Regions from separate parts of the Mus musculus genome. Here region 2 is linked to region 1. The links are chromatin contacts, called in public HiChIP or PLAC-seq maps. All regions are on one chromosome and are shown on one strand. Each heading gives the region's core, a stretch centred on a gene start, on an enhancer-like site or on the middle of the called end of the contact. The rest is flanking DNA. Distances are from core to core; before and after follow the strand shown.

Region 1 (4,907 bases), core at 1,150-3,649:
TCATAGCAGAAGGCAGGAGGGTGAGGCGGCTCCTCACACAGGGCATCCACAGTCAGGAAGCAGAGACTGATTGGTTGCTACTGCTCAGCTCACCTTCTTCTTCATTCTGGGATTCTGTGGAAAGTTGCCTCCTAGTTAGGGTGGGTCTTCCCATTTCAAATTAACATAATTAAAATGACCCCTCACCAGCATGCCCAGCAGACTTGCTTCCTTGACGTTAGAACCTGCCAAACTGGTAATCAATATTATCCGTCACAATCATCATTATCCACTGTTAACACTGATGGTCTTGAGCTGGTGGAATTACTTTAAAGTCTTAGTTCTAAAGATTTACAAATATCTGGAGAGCTGTGAAATCGTGCACCTTGGTGCCAGTGTTCTAGGTCTTGAGTGTCTGGTATTTACTGGGCTGTGCCTTCTTGCTTAATGCTTAACTAAACATAGACGGTTCCATAGCTTCACCCATGAAAGTCAAACATAATATAAAATACATCAAGGACGTGTAATGGTGGACGCACCTTAATGATGTAATGAAGACTTTTTTTTCTACTAGATTAAAAAGTCTCTGTGATTTTTATAAACATGGTGGCATGGTTTCTGTGGTCCAGCCAAATTCTGACTCTCATCGGCTTCCCCCCACCTTACCAGAAAGAATAGCATGGCAGCTAGAGGTGGGCGAGGTTGCTGGGTACAGCCAGGAAGCTCCTAGGGTCCCCAGCAGAGCCAGCTGCATGTCGCCAGAAGTGGTCACTCACATCTGTGTCACTAAGGCTTACAAGTGTGGAATTTCTGACTTACAGGTTAGCTTTGCCAAAGTCTTGCTGGCAGAGGTTTTTGTCTGCAAAATAGTCATGCTAATGAGGCCCTCAGATGGATTTTTTTTTTTAAATACCCTATACTCTCTGGAAACTTCTGTTGGCAGAAGGGGAGGAAGAAATCTACTCTTTCCCCAGGGAGGAAAAATGTTTCGACTGTCTGAGTTTGTCCTTCTTCTAAGACACTAAGAGCTGGGTTTTGAAGGCTTTGTTAGTGATAGGATCTTGCCTTAGGGCTCTGAAGCCAAATCCGCATGGGACTGTCCTTGAGAGTCTTAAGTGATCCTTCCTAGTCACAAGGGTGTAATTCTGCCTGGGCAGGCTGAGTGGGTCTGGGCTCAGAGCCCTGGCTGTTGAACATGCTGTCTATTACGAGCTGAAGTCCTAAACCCAAGGACCTCAGAGTGTGACTGTCTGAAGACAGGGCCATGCAAGAGGCAACTAAACTAACAGGAGGGCATTTATAGTCCTTTCTATAGTCATTTATATAAAAATGAAGAAGATATAAGACACAGGCACACACAGAGGGAGAGGGGGTCACACAAGAGGAAAAGGGAGACCATCCCTTCTACAAGAAGAAAAGCTTCAGGATGTAATGAAGATCTTTCCTACTAGATTATAAGTCTCTGTTTTCTTTATAAAGATGGTGGCATGAACTTCCAGTTTCTGCATCTCTGTTAAAAAATATTTTCCTAATCTTTATGGTCCCCAAATTATAATACTTTATTATGAAGACCATATTAAAGTGAACCACGATTTCCCTTGGTGACACCAACCCCAGGATATGCTGCCATTTTGGAGACATGGATTCCTAGAATGAATGATTGGTGGCATCGTGGCTTGGGCCAATTGATATATAGTTCTTTGAAGAAAGTATCTTTTATCTTCACCTTTTTTCTTTCTCTTCTCTTCCTCTTATTCCTCTTCCTTCCTCTTCCATCTCGTGTATCCCAGACTGGTCACAAACTACATAGCTGAAGACGACCTTCAAGTTCAAATGCTTAGATTCTGGGATTACAGGTATGCATCATCACACGCAGTTTATCCCATGCTGGGGATTTAAACCCAGGGCTTCTTGCATGTGGGGCAAGCACTCACTCACCCAGCTGAACAAATCTCTAGCTCTGGCTAACAGCAAGAGATGATAAGAAAGGTGAACAAGAAAGAAGTCTAAGCTAGCTCTAGACAGTGTCCTGTCTATGAAGGAGACATCCTGAAGTCTCCACTGCCCAGACCCTCTGCTGAGGAGAGTACCCCAAGGCTCTCAGAGACACACATCATGGGTGATGAAACTGCCAAGAGACATTTCTGTTAGTGTTTGTAGAATAAAGGAAGCCACATTTCTTCAGCTCACTTTCAGGCATAGCTAATCTATCTGTAACATCTAAACTTCTTTCTAACACCAGAATAACTTTTATGGTTTGCTCTGTGTTAGGTTACTTTTCTGTTGCTGGCATAAAATATGACCGAGAGCAACTTAGAGACAAAGAGTTTAATTTGTCTTACACCTCCACGGGAAAGTCCGTAAAGGCAGCAGGTGTCTGTAGAAGGCAGCTGGCTGGTCACATTTTGTCACCACATCAGGAAACGGAAGTAAAACTGAAATGGGGTAAGGTTATACACTCTCAAAACCCACCCCAAGAGATGTACCTTCTCCAGCAAGGTTCCCTGTCATACTCAGTCCAAAGAGTGCCACCAACTGGGGACCAAGCATTCAAAGATATGACCCTCTAAGAGAAACTTTTCATTCAATCCCCCCTACACACACACACACACACACACACACACACACACACACACACTGGCACATAACATTGTTATGATATTCTTTTGATTATAACATACTTAATCATTGTGTATTTGATGGGCGCTAGGCTCTTTCAAAAGATACTTGAGGTTTTCAGATCCTGACAAGAGCTACCAATAAAGGATACCTTCAGACTACAAAACATGTGAGGGTCCCTCTCTTGATTATCAACTGGCACTACACCTGGTCCCAAAGCCCAGCCAGACCTCAGGGACCACAGATAGGTTAATGTGGCAATGGAGACTCTTACTGGCTGTCCTGGGTATTCCTACTGAGACTAACAACATGTACTCAGGCAGGTTAAGGAATCATAGGGATCATGACAGGAGCCTAGACCCGATCCAAGTAACCCCAGAGTTCCTGAACTTTCTCCTGGCTCACTTGCAGCAGCTACATTCTCTCCTCATGTCTTTGATATTGCTCCTTTTTTTTTTTATTTTCATGATCTGTGATTGCATTAAATTATCTTCTTACTGTTGATAACTTACAAACTAAGGAGGCAAACCCACTTAGTAGGTGCCTGTAGGGTTGAACCAAGCTCCCAGCAAATATGTTGTATTTTCACGACTGTGTTCACGTGCTTTCACAATGCCATTTTGAGGGAGATAGCATGACCTAATGTTGGTGACAGCACAATTTTATCCCACTCAAGAGAAGAATGTTGTGATTGCAACAGAAAGGAAATGTGTGACTTTCATCTGAAAACCTAAATCCCATTTCCAGCCATCATCTCAGCCCCTGAGTGGTTCGGGGAGTGGAAATTACTGCGAGCTGCTGAGCAGCAATGATGTCATCTTGCCACCCACCAATGTTTTGGTTTTGACAGCCCAGGAGATGGCTTCTACTCAGAGGAACATAGCTTCAACTAAGTTGACAAGTTTCGGGGCATTTGAAAGGAAGTATATTCATAAAAAGTTATTCTCTTCTCTGTTTTCTCTTTGGGTTTGGCAACTCTTGCTACAGTAACATTACATCTCTGACAAGGAGCCATTAGCTTCCCAGGGAGCCTCGGCCAGTGGCGACCCCTGTGTGGAATTACAAGAGTTTAGGTCTCCGGATTAGAACGTTCCCACTTTAGGGCTCTGGAGACAAAGAATTAAAGTCTATGTGTTGTTATTTGCCACTCCGGCTGCAGTTTATAATGCTAGTTTCCAGGCTTTTTAGTGTGGCCGCTCAGACACAAGGTGCCGAAGTTGTCATGGGTCATCAAGAGTATTTCCGGCCTGCTCCCCCTGCATCTGCGCCTGCGCGTGTGGGGATGCTGAACGTATTTGTTTTTTTTTTTGTTTTTCCTGTTCTTTTCTGTGAAAGAACTCACGCTTCGGCATCATTTAGAACATGAATTAGGGAGCTATATTTACCAGCAATCCTAAAAGTGGAGATAAAAGAAAAAAGCAATCCCAGAAGTAACTATCTGCACCAAATCTATAAGAAGCTCTGGACACAAATGAGACTTTGAAAGGAAAAAAGAAAATCCCTGTATACCCTCTTTTTACTCGGGACTTAGTCTAGTCTAGGCAAGGATCAACAGGAAAAAAAAAAAAAAAAAAAAACGGTTTTTAATTCTTTATTAGTTTCTTTCTTCCCTATCGACAATCCCTCCCCCCACCCCCAGTGGATTTACAACCTCTATGTTCAACCACTAAACATTACCATTGATGCCAACAATCATGTCTAAGCCCTTGATCTGCACAGTGAGGCCTGTCTGCTACAGCGCCCCCTCTGGTGAGGAAGACTCCCACCAAGTACTTGGCATAACTGGAAGTGAGAGGGACCATTTGTGCATCTCATCACCCTGTTTAAGGGGTTGTTGAGTACTGATTCTTCGCACCCATTAGCTGTCACAGAAAAGGTAGAACAACACACGGTGTGTTTCTTAGAAAGAAGTAAGGATCAAGCCTAAAAATAGTCTTCTCCTTCCTATGCCGCCCACCCTGCCCCCGGCTTTCTTTCTGTCTGGTTGCTATGCCGCCCACCCTGCCCACGGCTTTCTTTCTGTCTGGTTGCGATCCTGGTCATCAAGCTAACGTGATTTGCATTAAGTGGACTAGGGAGTGTAGTTCCCATGGGCTGTGAGCATAGCTGCCATCCTTAAAATCCTCTTAAGTCCCTATCCAGAGACCATGTAGCCTACTGACTTATACCCTCTAAAACGTTACTGGATCTGAGATGCTCAGATTTCTCTTGATAAATCTCCCAAAGCAGCCCCCGATGGGAGTATTTTTTTAATTCATGAATTTAATATGAGCATTCAAGTAAATCATTCTTTATATGCTAGTTAAGAC
Region 2 (4,907 bases), core at 1,692-4,191, 88 kb after region 1:
GGAAATATGGTGTACAACAGAGTGTGTAGAGTTTATTATTCAGATCTTGGACCTAGTGTACTAGGAGTTAGGGCTGCCTGAGTGAGACCAAGCATTGTAGGACTTTATGGACCTTGTACTGAGAATCTTCTCGCAAAAGCACAACTGGGCAACAGGACACATACAGGTCAGCTCCAAAAGTCCATTTGAGGTCTTCCATCCCAGCTGAGCTGCAGTTATTTAAACACAGCATGTTACCTCAGGCATCCTGATGTAGCCCCTCCAGTTGCCATGGGCTAATCCCTATACCCTAGCTACTCACTTCACCTAATGATGGGCTGATCCCTATACCTCAGCTACTCACTTCACCTAATGATGTGCTGATCCCTATGCCTCAGCTACTCACTTCACCTAATGTCCATTTTCTTCTACAACATCTGAGCTCTCGTTCTTCCCCGACACTGGCTTTCATTCTCACCAGCTTCTTCCCAGGTTTCTGACCAGCCCGTATGCTGTGTTCCTGAAGTGCCAGAGTGGTCTACTTCTATCATGTCACATCCCACAAGGTCCCCAAATCACCTCATCTCCAGTGAGTATCTCCTTAGGCAAGCTGTTTGTGATATTTACACAGCACCCCTACCACTATCTCTTTCCACGTGACTGAGAAGCAGTTAAGGTTTGTCGGTTTGGAGACATCTGTTTCTACAGTCCGATGATAAAAAGGAGCCACTTAAGACTCTGCAGATTAATTTAGTTCTACACAGAGGTAGATTATCAGTCACTCCTAAAACTGCAGCTGTGGGAAACTATGGGGGAACAGATCATGAAATACAGATTACCACAGAAGTTACGTTGTGTAAGGACATTATAATAAATCCATTGTAATAATTCAGAGTTTGTAAGAGTCCAAATATTAAATATAAATTCTGCTAGCATAACCATGTACGTGTAAAATATAGACTTCTATAGATATCTAACTCTAGTCAGGCTATATGCATTCTTTTACTGTTCAAAAAAAAAAGAGTACTGAAATGTATAATCCTTTGATCTCTACTTGTTTGTAACCTAATGTGAAAGCTAGACAAATATCTCCTCACAAAGACACAGAGAAGTGCTTTGATGGAAGAGCCACGGGACTACAAGATGAGACCAAACAGAACTACAACTCTCTTAGTACCTAATAAAGGGAAGGCTGTGTGTGTGGGTCCTGAGTGTGAAAGTGAGAACCAGTCTCAAAATAAAAAACAGAAAAGGGAGTTGGTAATGTAGTCTCTAGTAGTATGGTATTTGTCTAGCATGTGGGAGGCCTTGGCTTGGCTTCCAGTACTGGGGGAGTAAAAACAGTACTGCTTCAAAATTTAAAACTTCCGCCTCAAAGACACAATCAACAGAATGATAGGCAACCAGGCAAGTGAGAAAAATGCCTGCAAACACCTGCTATGGGTACTGAGGAGACAGATGTGTGTGTGTGTGTGTGTGTGTATGTGTGTGTGTGTGTGTGTGTGTGTGTGTGTGTGTGCGCGTGTGTATCAGCATTAATGGTATAGCGGCCAGCAAAGTTGCCTTTCAAGAATATATCAAGAACTATAACTCAATAACAGAATCTACTTACACGAGCAAAGGACTTAAATGGATATTAGATGACTACCTAAAAAATGGGTAGTCAGTTAAGCACATTAACCAAATATTAGAGGAAATGAAAATCACAACAGGGAGTGTCATCTCACACGCATTAGAATAACTAGTACCAAAGACAAGAGTTGGTGATGACAGGTGACTAGAAAATGGTATAGCAAATACAGAACATGCCAACTCCTCAAAAAGTTTAAAGAATAATCAAATGACCCAAAAATCCACTACTGGAGATACAGTCCCAAGAACTGAACACAGGACCTCCGAAGGATGTCTATATATTCATATTCAAAACAGCCTTATTTCCGAGAGTGGAGCTGTCCAAGTCCTCAGAGGCACTGGACCAGTCAAATTCACAGTGGCATGAGGAGTTATGGTTTAATGCATACAAAGTTTTGCAAGATGAAAAACATTTGCGGATGGAGTCATGGTGGCCCAACAACAGCCATACAACGACTAATCTTCACTGAGATTGCACAGAGAAAGAATTCTAACTTAGTCTTAACACACACACACAATACTACTGGATCCCAAATTAAACCTAAGAAACAATGTGAAACACAGTTTAAACAGTCGCAGCCAGCTCAGCTGGGGCCGCCCACAGATCTGGTAAGAGTAAAATGGGAACCGCACAGATGGTAAGCCACCACTCTCCAGGCAGTGTAGGACTGTAGCCCAAAGTTGGTGGAATAGGCGGGTTGAGCAGGGAGTTGAGGGAAGCAGTGGAAACTGCAATTGGAGGCTTCTTCGCGGTTAACGGGGACTTCTGAGGTTTAGGAATTAAAGCTAGTTGTTATTGTAATAATTTAGGTCGAAATCTACTAAGGCTGAAAGGGGACAGCTCAGACCGGTACACTGTATGGTACTGAGCGCTGTGTTTCAGGACGTTTTCCCAAGTGTTCTTCCTGGCATGACCCCCAAGGCGCAGAGGACAGAGGACGAGAGGGTGAAGGACCGAAGTCACCCTACTACGTGTGGGGCTCCAACTAGTTCCCATTCTCCGCTTGTGCGCCCTTCGCCCATTGCACGTAACTGGGTCCTGCGAGCTGGGACCTTTCGTCTCGAGGCGGGCCAGGCAGCTGAGGGCTACAGGGGAGCCGGGGAGCACCAGGAGGGGCGGTCCCCAGCACGCTGCCCCCACCCCGCACGGAGGACCACGCCCTCCACTCCGTACCCTTGATAATGAGGTGCGCCGCACCCGGAGTCCCCAGTGAGTCCCGCTTCTTGCCGCCCTGGGCGGCGTCGCACGCTACAGGGGTCTCGGTGCCTCCGCCACTCATCCCGACCAGTTCCGCCCACCCGCGGCGTCCACGGCGCAGGCACGGACCTTTAGGGAGAGAGACGCTCTGGTGTTACGTCATCACAGGGCGTCGGAGTCGTTGGGTTCGGGGAAGGCGCCGGGAGTGTAGCCGATGCGGCCATGCTGGATGAGGGCAGATGATCTGCGTATGGGAGGTGTTTGAAAATTACTTGTTTCTCGGTTATCCCATCCTACGCCGGTAGGAACTAAACTCACTATGGTTGGAGCAAGGCGCGGCGAGCAGAAGAATAACAGTAGTAGTATATACATAGTTTCTACATTGTTACTGGCCACCACTATTTTATAAAGCATTTTGACATGTATTGTCACCTTAGGGTCATCATAGCAACCTGAGGAGACAGATCATAATTTTTTTAACAAATAAAGCAACACGGTTAGAGGTTAAGAAACTCGTTTTTGTTTTGTTTAGGTTTTTTGTTGTTGCTTGGTTGGGTGTTTGAGATGGTCTCCCTAAATTAGACTAATAAGTGCTGACATTTGATATATTCCATAATGTTCATTTTCTCAACAAATTGTCATGCTTCAAAGAGAGCAATGCACGGCCTCCCAGTGGTTTTTACCTCCTCATCATCCAGGGGTTCTTCCTTAGGACTCAGCTGTGACCGCTTCCTCCGCTACTCTCTTCTGAACAATGAACAATGTCATCCTAAAGGGTCTTAGTCCAGTCTGAAGGAGGAACGTAAAGCGACATAAACGGCAGGAAGAGGAATCGTTCCATACCTGTGGATACTAGCTGTTGAGGGGATCAGGAAAGACTTCCCAGAAAAGACCAGTGTTTGTCTCCAGTCTTGAAGTGAGACATGGAGAGAATAACTAGGTGAAGCAGGAATTGGGGGATTATCGCAGAAGAAATGGTAAACCCCCAAAGGAGGACAAATAAAAAATTTAATTTCCTAGCTTTTTAATCAATATGTAGAAATCATAGTTTTCAAAGACATTTGTTATTCTCCTCACTTCCAAGAAATTTCATATTCATTTTTCTGCATTGTAGAAAAAAATTTCTTTCCCTTTGCATAATTTCCTTTATGACTGTGCACCATGAAGACTCACTACAATATGTGAAATTGAATGCTTTTCTTACATTAATGTGGCTGTTTGTTTTTTTTTTTAAATGTTGATTCTGGATTTCACCTCTGAAATTTGCCAACTCTGTGTTGTGATAAAGAAATTCTAGTTGCCATAATTAACACTTTGGAAATAGAATTGGGTCTTCAGATAGTTTCCAATAAAGCGTCAGCGAAGGCAAAGAAGCCGGAACCTGAGCTCTCTGGATCCCAGCATTCCTGCCCTCCGGCAAGGACATTCTTGGAAGCACGGCTTGGGAATTCCTGCTCTATTTCACCAGTTTCTACTTCCTGTTCTCACCAATACATTGTTACTTCTGGAATAGCAACAAGAAGACAAGGCCAGTACTCAGTACCGATTTGCAGTTACGGCTGACTTATGATACCTGTCATCAACAATGTGACATTTAAAAAATACTTTCTATGACTGAATCTGCGAACACAGACTCGAACAAGGGCTGACTTAGGAAAATCTCCATTTTCAGATGAAGAGACCTAAGGTCAGAAGGGCCACAGCAGTTCCTGCCTTCTCAGTAGAGACATGCCACATGATGGATTGTGAGGATTAATGTCATGTTTTAAGTTTAAATTACTGTGCTTAAAACATTAGAATTATAAAACAAAAAGGCCTGTAAGCCTCCCTTGCCCAAGGAATAACTTCCAGAAATAACTTCCTGGAATCCTTGGGGCTGTTATCCATGTAAGATAACAAATCACGTTTTGCTTCTTCCAACAAGCCTAATTACCCAAACTGCACAGGCTATGCTTGATCACACATAGGTGGGAGGTGTATAGACAGTAAGTCCGTCAGAATAGATGTTTGCTCCTAACCGTACACAGCCCTGTGGGTTTTGCTTTTATAAGCCTCTGACTAAGGTAATTCACTAACATTCTCTAGGCATCCCTGGTAT

The links. HiChIP or PLAC-seq counts read pairs in DNA pulled down with a chosen protein or histone mark.
Region 2: a contact with region 1 is called in an H3K4me3 HiChIP or PLAC-seq map of the SCID.adh cell line, with 9 read pairs. The contact joins the promoter of Bloc1s5 here to the enhancer-like site in region 1. A contact is called at or near these places in 3 of 484 Hi-C or Micro-C datasets (LSK cells, muscle stem cells and myeloid progenitors), 2 of 115 datasets of contacts at active chromatin or transcription factors (the SCID.adh cell line and embryonic stem cells) and 3 of 9 other capture datasets (adipose tissue, liver and pancreatic islet).

Annotation. Positions count from the first base shown.
Region 1 is chr13:38,544,537-38,549,443 of GRCm38.p6, forward strand. No RefSeq gene overlaps it. Among named protein-coding and RNA genes, the nearest start is that of Gm40922, 7.9 kb to the right of the region's middle. Within about 2 kb of position 2,400, at least 44 of the 459 cell types and tissues checked have an H3K27ac peak or open chromatin away from gene starts, as enhancers often do. A contact at or near this core is called in the SCID.adh cell line, where this site is marked.
Region 2 is chr13:38,632,151-38,637,057 of GRCm38.p6, forward strand. It overlaps Bloc1s5 (biogenesis of lysosomal organelles complex-1, subunit 5, muted), which reads right to left and starts at 2,942. Exons shown (of 5, transcript NM_139063.3): 1 at 2,786-2,942. The coding sequence starts at 2,891.